Regions from separate parts of the Rattus norvegicus genome. Here region 2 is linked to region 1. Evidence: chromatin contacts called from public Hi-C data. All regions are on one chromosome and are shown on one strand. The core of a region is the stretch at or near the end of the contact, and the rest is flanking DNA. Distances in the headings are between cores, read along the strand shown.

What was found. Hi-C and Micro-C count contacts between places; a contact is called where the count stands out from the background.
Region 2: a contact with region 1 is called in a Hi-C map of liver, with 2.5 times the contacts expected there. The contact joins the enhancer-like site here to the promoter of Srebf2 in region 1. A contact is called at or near these places in 11 of 12 Hi-C or Micro-C datasets (the A7r5 cell line, the Rat2 cell line, Schwann cells and 6 more) and 1 of 1 datasets of contacts at active chromatin or transcription factors (oligodendrocytes).

What each region holds. Positions count from the first base shown.
Region 1 is chr7:115,542,042-115,544,741 of GRCr8, reverse strand. Srebf2 (sterol regulatory element binding transcription factor 2) reads right to left here and starts at 1,435. Exons shown (of 19, transcript NM_001033694.2): 1 at 1,208-1,435. The coding sequence starts at 1,295.
Region 2 is chr7:115,578,094-115,580,793 of GRCr8, reverse strand. It overlaps Srebf2 (sterol regulatory element binding transcription factor 2), which reads right to left. Exons shown (of 19, transcript NM_001033694.2): 10 at 2,678-2,700. Among named protein-coding and RNA genes, the nearest start is that of Mir33, 15 kb to the left of the region's middle. Within about 2 kb of position 1,278, at least 9 of the 93 cell types and tissues checked have an H3K27ac peak or open chromatin away from gene starts, as enhancers often do. A contact at or near this core is called in the A7r5 cell line and liver, where this site is marked.

The sequences.
Region 1 (2,700 bases), core at 186-2,685:
GAAAAATGTTACAAAAGCAAAACAGGAACACAGCAAACACCTTCTTCAAACAACTGTTGTCACTTTCTGCCTACACAAGAGAACCTTCTACCTCTTTCTTCACCTGCAAAGTGAGGATGTAGCCATCATATATGCCTGCAAGGTTCTAGATTCTAGATGTAGAAACACTCCATAACTGAGTCATTGCTTAGGAGGAGTTCTGGACTCTCTAAAGTAAGTGACCTTAGACAATACCTCCTGCAAATTTGAGTGATACCTATTCCGTGGGATTGTGGGAGGAATAAATGACTGAGAACTTCAGAAGAGCCCGACTACTGAGAATTACTAGCCTGTTCTTTGGACTTCAAATTCTCAAAGGTGGAGTGGAAAGAAACTAATACTGGCTCAGAAACAGAAAGAACTGGGTTTTGTTAAGCAGCATGATGACCGCGGGCAAGTCTGGGACCCTCTCCAAACCTTCTTTCCCGTGGCTGAAAAGTGAGAGAATTGTAAGAGAGGATCCCTGGGCTCCTACCAGTTCTTCCACTTCGCTGTTAAGGCCGCCGAAACAAAGGCCACCCGCTCCCTAGTCAGTACCCGAGGGGCCACAACTCAAAATTCTTGCAGCTCAACTCCCTTTGCAGTGCGACAGAAGGAGCGCCTGGGTCTCCATGCAAGGCCGCCGCACTCTGCGGTCTCTGTCCACTCCATCAGTAACTTGCTTTTGCAGCTGATGCCCAAAGTTTTCCAGAGCGCCAGGAGACCCGGCTGTCAGTCAATCCCGAAAAGAGCGGGGGCGTGGGGAGCCGAGCCCGGAGCGCAGTCCGGGAAATCCCGAAGCCGCTCCAGTGACCAGGGAGGGAGTGACAGGTGCGACGCCGGACGCCGGCGAAGACCGGACAAACCAGAGAGCGTGTGGGCGCGCGAGGGAGGCGGCCGCCTCGCTTTCTTCTCTGGCAGTATTCGCGACGCCCCCAACCCCGCTTCAGGCCCCGCGGCGCCAGGACTCCTCAGCCACCTGGAGCCCTGAGTCACGACCCGGGCTCAGACTCTGGAGCAAGAAGAACTGGGAACCTCACCGGCAGCCCGGTCCGCGGGTTCCTTCCCGCGCACGCCGGGGCGATCGCGGGGTGGGCGATCGCGGGGTGGGCGCACGCGCACCCGCGAGCGCCGCCGTAACCCCTTCCTCCCCGCGCGCCCCCCACACTCCCACCCAGCCGCCACTCACCGTCGATGTCCCCGAGAGTCAGCTCATCGCCCAGCTCCGTGAGGGTCTCCATGGTCTCCAGACCGCCCAGCTCGCTGTTCTCATCCATCGCCCAGTTCGGCGCAGAGTCCCCCGTGAGGTCCAGCTCAGGGAGACGCGGAGGCGGTACCGCCGCCACCGCCCATGACACCCGACAGCCCCCACCTGGTACCGCCTCACCGCCCGGTGCCAACCGCCGCCATGTTTGAGCTGCGCCCCGACTCCACGGAAGGGGCGGGGCAGAATTCCCCCGCCCCGGGCCGCGCCCACTGCAGCCCCGCCCCGAGCCTCCGCGCCCCCATGTTTGTTGTCAATGGGACCAGGCCTGCATTAGCCAATCGGAGCGCGAAGCGGCTCATGGGGTGATGGCGCGTCATCGATCAGCAGCTCAGATTTGCATAGCGAGACTCCGCCCCTCACGGCTTCCAAGCGCCAGCGGAGAGTAGCCTCCCGGTCCTCGTCCCAGCCTTCCTCTGGTTTAAAGGAGACGCTACTTTTCCGTTGGATCAGTTCCAGGAGCAACTTTGCCAAGAGTCCGGAAGTAGAAGGGTTAAACACAATGCTGTCCAGCGCTACCTCCTACTACCGCCCCCTTTACTCTGCGAGCACATTACGTCATCTCCCCAGTTGTCTCTTTCCCTCCCCCTAGCCCTGGGTAGAATCTTGGTACCCCAACATTCAGGGATAGACTATCCAGACCTTAAGTCACACTTGTCCCATCCGAGACTTAACACGTTCTTGAATCGCCTGAGTGTTGTGAACATTTTACAACTGGCCCTCAATCTTGGAAAACCTCATAAACCTCCAGGCCTTCAGACGAGGTCATTTGCCAAAGCCCACCAATGGGCTCTTGAGGTGAGACCCCACTCCTGCAGTCACCTCACTACATCTTACAGGTGTCGGTCACACTGGACACAAAGGTGCACACTTCCCAGAATGTATCCGAGGAAACAAGGATTAGCGTCCAAAGAAATGCTAGTAAAGTTAAGTACATGTATTCATCACAAAGTTCTCTGTAACGGGAAAACAGCAGCACAGTAAGGCATCAGGTACACAAATTACCTCCAAACTGTGGAATATCAGGGCATCATTAAAAAAAATGATGGAATGGGCATTTTAAAAAGGACTTAAGTGTGTATTGACAGGAAAAAAGGTTTTCATGACAAAATAGGAAGACCTTCCTGTGCGTGAGGCAGTTGTTTTAGGGGTCAGACCTAAAGAAAGCACAGGCTCTGTGGGGAAACTTGCGGATTCAATAATCTACCTTGTGCTCCTGGGCTGGCTAAGCAACTGTTTGTTGATAAGCCTGTTTTGTCATCTTCAAAACAGCATAGGACCACAGTTATAACTTTCACATTTATTTGATGTCTGTGGCAAGCAAACAGCTCTTAACTTCTGGGTTTAAGCTCAGAGTGAAGGTTTCTCCAGTTACACTGTTGCTGCTCTGAAAGGGAAAGACATCCTGGTAGTTAGGA
Region 2 (2,700 bases), core at 29-2,528, 36 kb before region 1:
GTGTTAGCATGGGGTCCACATTTGCTGGTGCTCCCCACCCGGGGAGGCTGTGCAGCCTTTATGAGGTGGGGCCTAGGTGATGGGTGGAAGCTACTGGGGTGGCCTTTGAGGGCTAATATACATCTCCAGATCCAGGCTGCCTCTGCTTCTCTCTGTGGCTGAAAGCTCCCTTTTGCCGCCATGGACTCTACTCTCCAAACTGAGAGCCAAAGTAAACATCTCCTCTTAGTTGTGTCAAAGAGGTGCCAGAGGAGAAAAGAAGTGGCCTTTGTGTTCAGAAAGGTCCAGATGGGCTGCAGGCTCAGCAAGTTCCTGGCTATGTGGTTGCCTGCCTGTCTCTCCTGCTGTCTGGAACTTGGCTTCTGGTTATGTGATTGTTAGGATTAGCGGCTGGGATTGATGGTCACTACATAGAATTCAGGTGTGTGGGTACAGTATTTCCCAAAGCAGTGTCAATAGCATGGCCACATTCTGCTGTAAAGGTCTGAATTTCCAAATAGTCGAAGGGAGAAAAAGAAAACAACACAAAACCCAGTGGCTCTCAGTTTCCTTACCCTCTTCTTACATACGTCACAGGGGGGAAACAGATGGGAACAAAGCTAGTCGCACACACGTGGGATCAGTAGAGTTGGCTTACACTGTGAGGTCAGAGGACAAAGTGCCCCTGGCACAGACCCAAGGACCACTGTAGCTGTTCTGAGCTTTCATTTAATGACCGTCTCTTGCTTTGATCAGCCTTCTGACCTCAGGGCCTCCATGAACTCTCACCCTTACCAGTGAGGGGGTCTTCCTACCCAGCCGCTTTCTTATGAAGAGCATGTGACGCTCCCAGAGGTCACTTGGTATTAGTGTGGGCTGTCTGCTTTCCCCACGAAGCTCTAAGCTTTCCCCTTCAGAGAGAGGACAGAGTACAGTATGAAAGCCATGCTGGGGTCAGCCCTATCCCTTCGGAGGCCCCTAGGTCCCGGAGGAGAGAATGTCCAGTGAATGCAGAGATGGGTGGTGGAAACTGACTGCTCTAGCTGCAACTCTTGAAACTGAGCAGCTCCGTCTCCTGGTCAGAGATTGGGGTGCGGAGTTTGTTCTAAGGGCACCATGAGGGGCAAAAAAACAAGAACAAAAGCGGAACGGCAGGACAGATCTGAGGAGGAGGATATCCTGCTAAAGCTGAAGGCCACAATCTCACCTCCGTTCTAGATGACTAGGTCTACCCCACCCCCACCCAACATTCAAAGCCACAAGGAATGCTTGGTACCCCAGACCACACCCAACAGGCAGCTCTGACTCACCTTACTGCTAGTGGATACAGCAGCAACATCTCTTCAATCCTTTGTCTTCACCCTGCCCCTCTTACCCCAGGGCCAAACTTCTCATTCTCCTCTGACCTTTCACTGCTGTCCCTCTCAGGCAGGTCTGTTTGTTTTTCTGAGACATGCTCTCACCTTGTGCTGCTGGTTGACCTGGAATTCACTCCGTAGACCAAACTGGCCTCAAACTCAATGTCCCATCTGCATCTGCCTCCCCAGTGCTGGGATAAAAGGATGAGCCCCAACGCCCAGCTGACAGTTCCTGTCTTGACTACACTGCCCCACTTGTCCTTTGCATTGCAGACCCCACGGGTCCAATGGCTATTTAGTATTTCTCCTCTGTGCCTCATAGCAACTGTCCAACATACTGCATCATGGCCTGGCTTAGAAAAGGGCATTTCCTCCCATTTCTCTCAGTTCCGTTAGCAAACCAAACTCCTGAACAGGAAACCAGAGACAGCCATTGAGAGCAACACTTTTTATTTTAAACATTTTGTGATGGTTTGCATATGCTTGGCTCAGGGAGTGGGCCTAGAAGGTGTGGCCTTGTGGGAGGAAGTGTGTCACTGTGGGAATGAGCTTGGAGACCCTCCTCCTAGCTGCCTGAGGATGCTCAGTCTGTTCCTGGCTCCCTGTGGCTGAAGATGTAGAACTCTCAGCTCCTCATGCACCAAGCCTACCTGGATTTTGCCATGTTCCCGCCTTGATGATACTGGACTGAACCTTTGAACCTGTAAGCCAACCCCAATTAAATGTCCTTGTAAGTCCCAGCACAACTTGGGGGACTTAGTTTGCTCCTGCCATGGAGTCAATGGGGTTGAATTAGGTCATTATGCTCCGTGGCAAGTGTCTTCCTACCAAATGAGCCACCTTGCTAGTCCTATCTCTTTTTCTTCTTTTTTTGAGACAAGGTCTCATGTAGCTCAGGTTGGCCAAGGATGATCTTGCAGTCCTGAACCTTCCAGGTGCTGGGATTATAGGTATGTGTCCTGGCCATGCTTAAGACTGCAGAGATGGTACTGTGAATAATGCCCATCTTAGAAAAGGGATTGGTTTGTTCTTTGTGACAGAGTTTCTCTGTGGAGTCCTGGTTGTCCTGGAACTCAGATCTGCCTGCCTGTCTCTGAGAGCCGGGATTACAGGCCTGTGCCTCTACGCCTAGGTCCAGCATAGAAATGGTTACGCTCAGTGGTTAAAGAACACCGCTGCTCTTTCAGAAGACCAAGGTTCAATTCTCAGCACCTACATGGTGATTCACAACCGCAGTGTAGGCTGGTGCCTGGTTTAAAGCCATGCAAAATGGCTTCAGTCAAGAGGAGTTCTTGCAAAGCACACTAAGGAATGGACACTCGGGAACCTTCCCTTCTCACCTGTGATGTGCAGCTGGTGCAGC